Linked DNA regions of Rattus norvegicus: region 1 is linked to region 2. Evidence: chromatin contacts called from public Hi-C data. All regions are on one chromosome and are shown on one strand. Each heading gives the region's core, a stretch centred on a gene start, on an enhancer-like site or on the middle of the called end of the contact. The rest is flanking DNA. Distances are from core to core; before and after follow the strand shown.

What was found. Hi-C and Micro-C count contacts between places; a contact is called where the count stands out from the background.
Region 1: a Hi-C map of liver shows a contact between it and region 2, with 4 times the contacts expected there. The contact joins two enhancer-like sites. A contact is called at or near these places in 11 of 12 Hi-C or Micro-C datasets (the A7r5 cell line, the Rat2 cell line, frontal cortex and 6 more) and 1 of 1 datasets of contacts at active chromatin or transcription factors (oligodendrocytes).

Annotation. Positions count from the first base shown.
Region 1 is chr18:12,384,709-12,389,479 of GRCr8, forward strand. It overlaps Trappc8 (trafficking protein particle complex subunit 8), which reads right to left. Exons shown (of 29, transcript NM_001106160.1): 25 at 3,637-3,810; 26 at 443-544. Among named protein-coding and RNA genes, the nearest start is that of Trappc8, 68 kb to the right of the region's middle. Within about 2 kb of position 2,268, at least 3 of the 93 cell types and tissues checked have an H3K27ac peak or open chromatin away from gene starts, as enhancers often do. A contact at or near this core is called in liver, where this site is marked.
Region 2 is chr18:12,188,884-12,193,557 of GRCr8, forward strand. No RefSeq gene overlaps it. Among named protein-coding and RNA genes, the nearest start is that of Ttr, 28 kb to the right of the region's middle. Within about 2 kb of position 3,413, at least 8 of the 93 cell types and tissues checked have an H3K27ac peak or open chromatin away from gene starts, as enhancers often do. A contact at or near this core is called in liver, where this site is marked.

The DNA of each region.
Region 1 (4,771 bases), core at 1,018-3,517, 190 kb after region 2:
TATAACGAAATACTTTTACATGTATTACTAATTCAAGTCATCTGAAACGTATGACTTCTAAATTATACTGACAGCTTAGTGGTAGAGTGCGGACGGATCATGTGTGAGGCTCAGAGTTCAATCTTGAGCATAAAATAAATAAGTAACACTGAATGAATTTCTACATCTCACCCGTTAGGAGAAAAGATGTAGACAGGAGCCACAGAAGGATATCTAGACAAACATCTAAATAAGATGCACGTCTCTCACTCCGCACCAGACACCAGAGCAGAGACTGCACTCTGAGGCCAGCCAGAGCCATGGAACTCTCTCCTGTCTCAGAACATGGACGACAGAGGCAGAGGGGATGAGAGGTGAAGCACAGAGAGATCATGCGCATGAGGGAAGAACAACGATGTGCATACATGAAATCGTCACGACAGCTTCCCACAGCTGTCCTTACCTGTTTCTGAGAGTGTGAACAGGCTTCTTTGCCAACAGTGCGAACGACAACATGATGCTGGCCTTCTAAAATAAGCTGCTTGTTATCTTCCACAACGTATGCCTAGAAACGCAACCAACAGAATGTCACCTTTCAGTCACCCTAGAAACCTCAACCATCTCAATATCTGGAGCAAAGGAAAACGACACCTGGTATCTATCAATTATCAATAACCCCATGTCAGCATTTCAACCTTTATTTATCCACACCATAAAGAACCATCTGCTCCCCCTTCTCAATCTGTTTGGGCTTGTCTATAACTCAAGTGATCCAAGTATTTCAAATAGACAATTCTTGAGTATTTTTTCCTTGTTTTCAATAGACTTTCAAGAAACAACCCCAAAGAAGTGTGCCACAACATAGGCCTCTTTTGTGTGTGAACATGTACATGTGTGTGTGTGTGTGTGTGTGGGTGCCCCTGAGAGCCAGAGCTCCTCAGCCACCTCTGAGCCCAGAGCTGCCTGACAGGCTGCCCTCAGGGAAATGCAGGGACCCACCTCTCTGCCTTGCCCTACTATTGCAGATGCAGGCCAGTGCCAGCTTTTACCTGGGCTCTGGAATCTGAACTCAGGTCCTATGTTGCCCAGCACCTTCACCCTCCTGAGCCATCACCACAGGCCCAGGAAGGCTGCTTTCTAATGGCAGTATCAGTTAAAGACCAAGAAGTGACATATAAGCTTCTTTACTCTACTGCCAAAATGCAGGTGACTATACCTAAATCCTGTGGCCATGCCTTGTCAGACTGTGTAGGCCACGGTGGCCTCAAACCTGTGATTCGGTCTACACTGAGTGCTAGCGTAGGTGTGTGCCAGCATAGGTGTGTGCCAGCATGCCCACTTTAATCCACACACTTTCTTTTGTTTTCAGTCACTTTTTCCAAGATAGGGTCCTACTGCATATTACACAGGGGAGTGGAATCTACTATGTAGCTCAGGCTGGAATCAAACTTAAGCCTTCTGAATGCTAGAGTGACTGGCGCATGGTGCATGGCACCATATCTGGCTACACTACACCTTTTAAAAAAGGCCTTTTTCCTACTGGTAAATAGTAAATTGAATTAATCTACTTTAAAATATCTGCTCCAACTTAAAATTTTTCTGTCTCTTTAATCGACTCTGTTCTAGAGAAATACTTGTCAATAAATGTATCAGAGCCAATCAGTGTATGGCTCTGATTTACCATATTGCCACATTATATAATATACGAGATTTATCTGTATGTCTCTGCACTGTATGCATGACTGGTAACTGAGGAAGCTGGAAGAGAATGTTGGATGCCCTGGGTCTGGAGCTAGTAGGCACCCTGTGGTTTGTGGGAATTAAACCTGGGTCCTCTGCAGAACAGCCCAATACTCTTAACTGCTGAGCCATCTCTCCAGCCCTGACTTACTTATTTTTAATAAGCCCAATTTTCTCTAGACTGCATCAGAATGCTCCAAGAATCTCAATGCTTGAGTAGGCTCCATCTCTGTACTCACTGACCGGTGACAGCTTGTCATGTGGGGGTCACACTGAGTACTCCTATCCTAAGTCAGCTCAGAACTCGGAAGTCAGTCAGCTGAACGGCTGCTGGCTTAACCTTACAGAGTTCACTGACTGAGCCTTGGACAATGTTTGACTTCTTTTACGTAGAGACTTCCAGGCCAATCTGAGTTATACATGGAGTCCCTGTCTCAAAACCAAACCAAACAATTTGAGTTTGGTGCTGAACAGTGTTTGCTTCACAAACCCTCCTGTTCCTAAGCATGGTAAGATTCCCACAATGAAGGTGACCTCACGAGCTCTGGGTAGCTAGGCAGGTGTGATCACACATTCCTGGAATCCCAGAAGGTGGGGGTGTGAAAGGATCAGGAGGGCAAGGGCCAACACTGATTACATAAGATCCTGAGAGAAAAGTAAAAACCAAAAACAGAAGGGGATGAAAAATTTTAAATTCTCTTTACTTTATAAACATTTTCTCAACTCAGTGTAAATGCGGCTCCAGGTACAAACTACCACCAAGCTCTATACACTCAACCTCTACTTTGCAACAGGGATCGCACATCTTCCTTTACATGTGATCAGTGGGCCGTTTTGGGAAAAGTAAAAATCTCTTCTCAACCAAGGTCACTGTGGACTACAGTTGAGTACAGATTATAGCATGTATTACTCAAAATCTTACTTTAAATGCACCAAGGGGCACTCAAGAGCTTATGATTTCAAGCTAATACATAACAACACGCAAGTAGTTGTTTTTAACATAAAACATGTTCTGCATGCAATTAATATATGCAACTTATTTAAGCAATGTCTCATATGAAATGTGTGCAAAGTCAGCATGTTTGCAAAAAGATAAACTATTTCCAAGTACCAATAAGTTAATAAAGAAAAAAAGATGAAAAGGGGGAAAGGCACACAAAAAGATGGGAGCACAGGCAGCAACCAGTGTGTGGCTGCTGGAACCAGGAACCTGAGCGCCCACAGACTCCGAGCAATGCCCTTCACAGTGCCTGGAAATGCTCACGGCAGAGAGACGAGAGGCCCTGCTCTTAGACTGCATGTCCACAGTATTCTTGGTGACACAAAGAAACCACACTGACCGAGAGGAGAGAGCCGTTTGCTCTTACTCAGTTGTTTTCTTTAGACAAACACATTAAAAAGTCATTGTAGAGCTACTAAAAGTTACAAAATAATTTGAATAATGAAAGTGAAAATTTTAATTAAAAAATATGAGTACAGAGTTGCTCTCCAGTTTGAAAATATCTAGACCTGAATGTAGTAATGCAATCTTTAATCCCAGAAAGATCTATTTCTGTAAATTCAAGTCCAGCCTGGTCTATATAACAAGTTCTAGGCTATCGGAGCTACATATTGAATCCCTGTCTCAAAAACAACGGAGGAAGAGAGGGAGGGAGGAAAAGGGAGAAAAGGGAGGAAGGGAGGGAAGGAGGGAGAGAGGGAGGGCGAGGAAGGGAGGGAGGATGGGTGGGTGGGTGACTATCCAGCCTCGGTGTGATGAAATACACCTATATTTCCAGCACTCACTAAGTTAAAACAAGAGTACAGGGTTTGAAGCCCATCTGTGCTAGACAGAAAGCCCTGGTCTCAAAATGTAAAATGGAAATAAAGAAGACGTAAACGTCTTTAAGCTGGCCTACTGCCAACACAGTGTACCACCTTCCACAGGACGACAATGCTCAGGTCCACCTCACTGCACTTCTCAATCAGCCTGACAGCACCCTCTGAGGCATTTTTCTCGGGATAGGCGGGAAGCTGGTCTTGTGTTCTTCTCAACTCTGAGGATAAACTTCGGTAAAAGAAATCTGCACATGGACTTGCTGAACTTATTATCTGTTGAAAGAAAAAAAATCACTTGTCTACATTAATGTTTTAACGAAATGCACTGTCAAAACTTACCGTCACGCATTCATGTACTCTGCCAAAATTTACAATTCTAAAATTCATATATACTCCAAGTTCATTTATTAATTTCTTGTCTGTGCAGCTGAATAGGGAAGGCCATTTAGTGCCAATTACTCAGATGGTAATTGCTTAAAAGGTGTTATACCAAAACCGTCTATGCTCCCTTGATTTTCCAGGTGTCCAGGGAAGATAAAGAAAATTTTACAATTTTACACAACAAAACGTGCTCTTCATTCTATTTAATACCTAGAAACACCAGTCACATTCTTGAATTGCACCAAAACTCATTTTCATTGTTTTTGTTGCTAAATACTTTTGTGCATGAGTACTCTTTGAGGTGTTTGGCTGAATTAAGGAGAAACTTATGAGGATACTCTTTGGGAACATGTAATGAAACAATACAGATAACCATTGGCATCAACTTGCCCTCTGTTTTCACTTGAATGAGATAATGTGAGAAAATATTCTGATCTATATGATTTCTCTTAACAGAACACCCTCTCGTAGTAAAATCTCTACGTTACAGTTTTATGAATTACTATGCATATATCACTTAGATTAAAGTTTCACAATACAAAATAAGTATTAAATGTTAACAAATCCATACTGAGTTGGAGAGATGGCTCAACTGTTAAAGGGTAGGCACACAGCCAAAAATACAAGTCAGTTCCTAGCACCTGCTCCACTTACAAAACCAACCAACCAAACCAACCAAAAAGGCATGAATTTTTTTTTCCCCTTCTGATGAATTTTTTTCTGGTAAAATATCACCATCATAGTTTTCTCCTTAATCTGTAGTACTTGGTGTTATTTAATCAAATACTTCAAAAAAGAGTCTGTTTCTGCTTTCTTCACTGATCATATACAGTATTAGTTAACAACAAATGCA
Region 2 (4,674 bases), core at 2,163-4,662:
CTGTTTCCATTCTGTCAGAGACAGCTTTCTATTGAAGACCAGGCTAAGGAAAAACAAGGGGTTACAAATCTTTCATTTAGATTTTTATGAGGGACTTGTGGGGGGACCTGTTGGGGTGGCTTATGCTGCCACCACCTGGCAAGATCCCCACGTGATCTGGGCAGAGATTATGTCTGGGCTGGTGAGATGGCTCAAAGAGTTTTCTGCCAAGCTTGACAACCAAAGTTTGATCCTCAGGATCCACTCATTAGAAGAGGAGAAGCAACTTCTGCAAGCTGCTTTCTGACCTCCACACTGTGACCTCATGTGGCTATGTCAGCCCCTTCCTCCACACTAAGCAAATACATGTAATGTTTTTAAAAAGATTTATTTATTATATATGAATACACTGTAGCTGTCTTCAGACACACTAGAAGAGGGCATCAGATCCCATTACAGATGGTTGTGAGCTACCATGTGGTTGCTGGGATTTGAACTCAGGACCTCTGGAAGAGCAGTTGGTGCTCTTAACCACTGAGCCATCTCTCCAGCCCTTTTTGCCTTTTTTTTACATGTAATTTTTAAAAATAAATGTTTCTGGGTCATGATGGTGGCACACACCTTTAATCCCAGGATTTGGTGGGGCAGAGCTAGGTAGATCTCTGTGAGTTGGAGGCCAACCTTTTCTATAGAGTGAGCTTGAGGACAGCCAGGGCTATACAGAGAAACCCTGTCCCAAAAAATAAACTACAACAGCAACAACAAGTTATGACAAGATTGTATTTGGGGTGTAATGTGCCTGTGGTTCTGGGCCTGGCAGTGTTGTGTGTCCCTGAATCCATTCCTGTGACAAGTGTATAACAGAAGGTTTTCTTCTGCTGACTCTTTGCAAGTCAGATGCAGCTGAGACTCCTGCACTAATTCTGCCAGTGACAGGGGTTGTAACTGAGTGTTGAAGGAAGCAGCCGCGTTCCCCTTCCACCAGGGCTTCCGCACAGGGTCATGGTTATATCCTGACATCTCTTTTCTTTACGCCCGCTCATGTGCTCATCAAATGTTGCCTCCTGTGCCTCCCAAACCCTTCTCATCTTCTATCATGAGCTGTAAGAGGGTGAGAATGGACTGGTGCTGTTCCCCAGATCAAAATCCACCAAGCTGTGAGAGAAGTTGAAGAAATGAGATGAGCATGTGCACCTGTTCAAAATCCAGACAGCAAGACAGGCTTAGTGACACGTACACACGTACCACCTGGGATCCCACACAGGCTTGATGGCACCCATGCACCACCTATGATTTTAGACATCGCTGGAGTTATCTCTGGAGACTGGCACCGCAAGACTAGCCAGAGTAACAAGGCAGAGAGTGAGTCTCTGAGAGCCTTGGGTCATGTCTTCAAAATGAGTAGAGAAAAAGAATAGCAGAAGAGAGGAAGACTGAAAAGTCTTTATTCGCTCGCTAAAGTCCACAACATCTTGCCCTGACACAGGGATACTCCAGCGTCAAGTGATCTGTTTTTCATTATACTCTCAGGACGCACACCCCTGGACAGAGACTTCAGACGCTACTCAGACATGTGACACATGAAGCTCTATGTACAACTACGTGTAGCAGAGCACACACATGAGAAAGCCAGTGGTATTGAAATGAACTAAAAAGGTCATACTCGGTGGCATAAAAACCCAATTCTTTGTCGGCATAATGTTCTTGTACACTGTATAATGCTTATACTTGTGTAATGCTTACCCTTCACACAAGGGCTGATTTCTCTGCCCTCCTATCTTGTTTCAGCCCAGACTTGGCTTTGCTACATTTATTCTTAAAGCTCCTGTCTCAAGTTTACATTGCTCCCCATTCATTCTCTGCCTTGTCAATAAAAGCCCATGAGCCAATACAGAGCTTTAGAGAGAGAATAGGAGGGGCTTATGATTCCTAGGAGAGGTGGAGCAAGAGAGAGAAAAGGGGAAGGAGGCAAGCAGGAAGTGGAGAAAAACATCAGGAAATGAGAACAGAACCAAGAAAGGGTGAAATTTTTCAAGTAAAATGGGAACATGGTCTGGAGGGAGCCTGACCAGCCTGGAGGTTTAGAACAGAGTAATGGCTACTCAGTATTTAGCTGAATGCAATTTTAATAAATCTTAGTCTCTCTGTATGGTTATTGGGGAATAAGCTGGATAATATGTAGTCACCAGATTAATCCAGTTTATATTTATATTAAAGATCATTCCTTTTACAATTCTTTGCACAACCTGGTCATTAAAGCTATTATACTCTTTGTTTGAGCCCACTTCCTCCCACAGAAGTTGTTCCTTTACTGAGAAATTGTCCCTGCTTCTGCTCTTACTGTGTCTGTACATTTCTGTGTTCTGAGACACAGAACTTGGTACCCACTGAACCCTAATAGCAACCAACACCAGTAGCAGTGAGATCTCTGTCTCAAGAGAGAGGAAAAACAGTTAGGTATTGCCAAGGATTCCAACTGCGTTTGCTGCCTCAGCCCTTATTGTGTAATATTTAGATGTGAAATGTCTTCATGTGTTTCAACACTTGAACCCCAGCTCACAGTTTGAGGGGGTTGTGAAACCTTTGGGAAGTTGGGTCTCATGGAACAAAGTCAGTTGCTGGGGGATGGATCTTAGGGTGAAAAACCTAGCCCAGTTCCCTGTTTCAACACACTTCCTGCCCTTTGAAGAATCATTTCAAATCATGTGAAGAAGTACCTCCTGCCACCATAGCTAAAACTTGCCTTCATTGCCAAGCCTCCAGCACCCACAACCACCACCCTCACCGTCATGGGCTGTAACCTCAAACCATGAGCCTCCTTAAGCTGCTCCTGCTCAAATATTTGCTTTCAGTCATAAGAAAAGAAACAGATACATACTATAAGCCAAGTGTGTTTATTTTTATAATCCCTCTGCAGTTGGACCTTTCTGAGTTTTGTCATACCAAATAGCCACTTCTGTCATTGTCTGAGTTTTACATAGGATCAAAGAGAGAGCACTAGGTTAATAACTCTTGCTGTACTGCAATGAGAGACGTTGGAAAATGCACAAAACACAAAAATTTTAATTGCTTCCAAATATATCTTGCTAGGTAAGTCCAACTGGAGTTGAGTTAGCTGTAAACTATGAATATGTTTACCTAGTACAGAAATAACTCACACAAAAGAGAAAGACAGTGGTGGAACTCTGACAGAGCTGTGTTCAATCACTAGCATATTGTGTGTGTGTGTGTGTGTGTGTGTGTGTGTGTGTGTGTGTGTGTGTGTGTGTGTGTTGAGGGCGGGGCAGGGGGAGGTGTTGGGGTGGAGAATTACGCCAAAAAAATGTTAGCAGAAGCAAATATAAGTGCTATGCACTCAGTGGCCACAGGATGGCACTGCGCATGCAGAAAAGGGGAACACAAACCAATCTAGAAGTCAGAAATTTGGTAGATTCATGAGCGAGTGGTGCAAACTGGCAGAAATGGGTCCTTTCCTTCAGTATGGGCCTTCCAGATAATGTGAGGTGCTTTACCATTGCCAATGATGGACCAGAGCCATGGCCCAAACAGTAAAAGCTCTTGTCACACCAGACTGACAATTCAAGCTTTCTTCATCAGTGGAAGGAGAGACCTAAGGGAAGCTGCCCTTTGACCTCCACAGGAGCAGAGCTGTGTGCTGCTACACTCCCACACTTGAGTACACACACACACACACACACACACACACACACACACACATACACACACACACACACACACACACACTGACAGACACACACTCATGGACATACATACACACATACACATATGCTCACAGACTCTCTCATACACACATACATACTATGCAAAGGAAAACCATTTTAAAAACAAATTGCCTGTGAAAAGATGCCCCGGTTATGATAGTCAAACCAAAACTGTACCATTCTTGGTGGTGAAATACAAAATGCATTCTGATTGTCAACCATGCACATTTGATCACCTTTAAAATGTTGCCATTGAAAAAAATTTCCTGGTTGGACAGACAAGTGACACAGCCGGGTGGGGGCAATTTTGAGAACAGATGTTTACTTTTTCAGCACAACTGCATTCAGTTAAACAAACATCGGTTGATGCCTCGTTCTGTGCACAGCACCCACTCAAAGCTTAAGAAGTGCAACCCTTAGCCCTCCTTGCTCACTGTGGATTGGAAGCAGGGGTCATAAAGAACTCATTCTGAAAATGGAAGCCAGAGCTGACAAAGAAGCCATCGATGACAAGACAGAGGCTGGGGGGCGTCCTGAGGCACTGGGGTGATCATCTGGTGGTATAAGGCTGTGGGTTCAGTATAAGGCAGAGGGGTGTGGGGAAGATGGGCAAGAGGAGGAAAAGAAGGAACGGAAGGAAGATAAGGCTTATCAGAGAGATTTGTTCTCTTCGTTTCCCTGTCATGGCCTACCCCCCAGAAGCAGAGGGACAGAGGACATGTAGGAGGTCTTTGCAGAGCAGTAAAGGATTGGTAATAATTGGGAGGCTGCATACACAGAAGAGGGATCAGCAGGTCAGAGCTCACCTCACACCGGTCAGAGGTTGGTGGGGGTACAGAAGCTGAGAGTGAAGAAGCAGACAGCGACAGGACAGCTCTGGGGAAGACTTGCCTGAGGCAGTTAAGGCTATACCGTGCAGTCCCACACCCAGGTCTCAGCAGACAGCTCTTTGGAAGAGCCTTCTGCCGGCAGT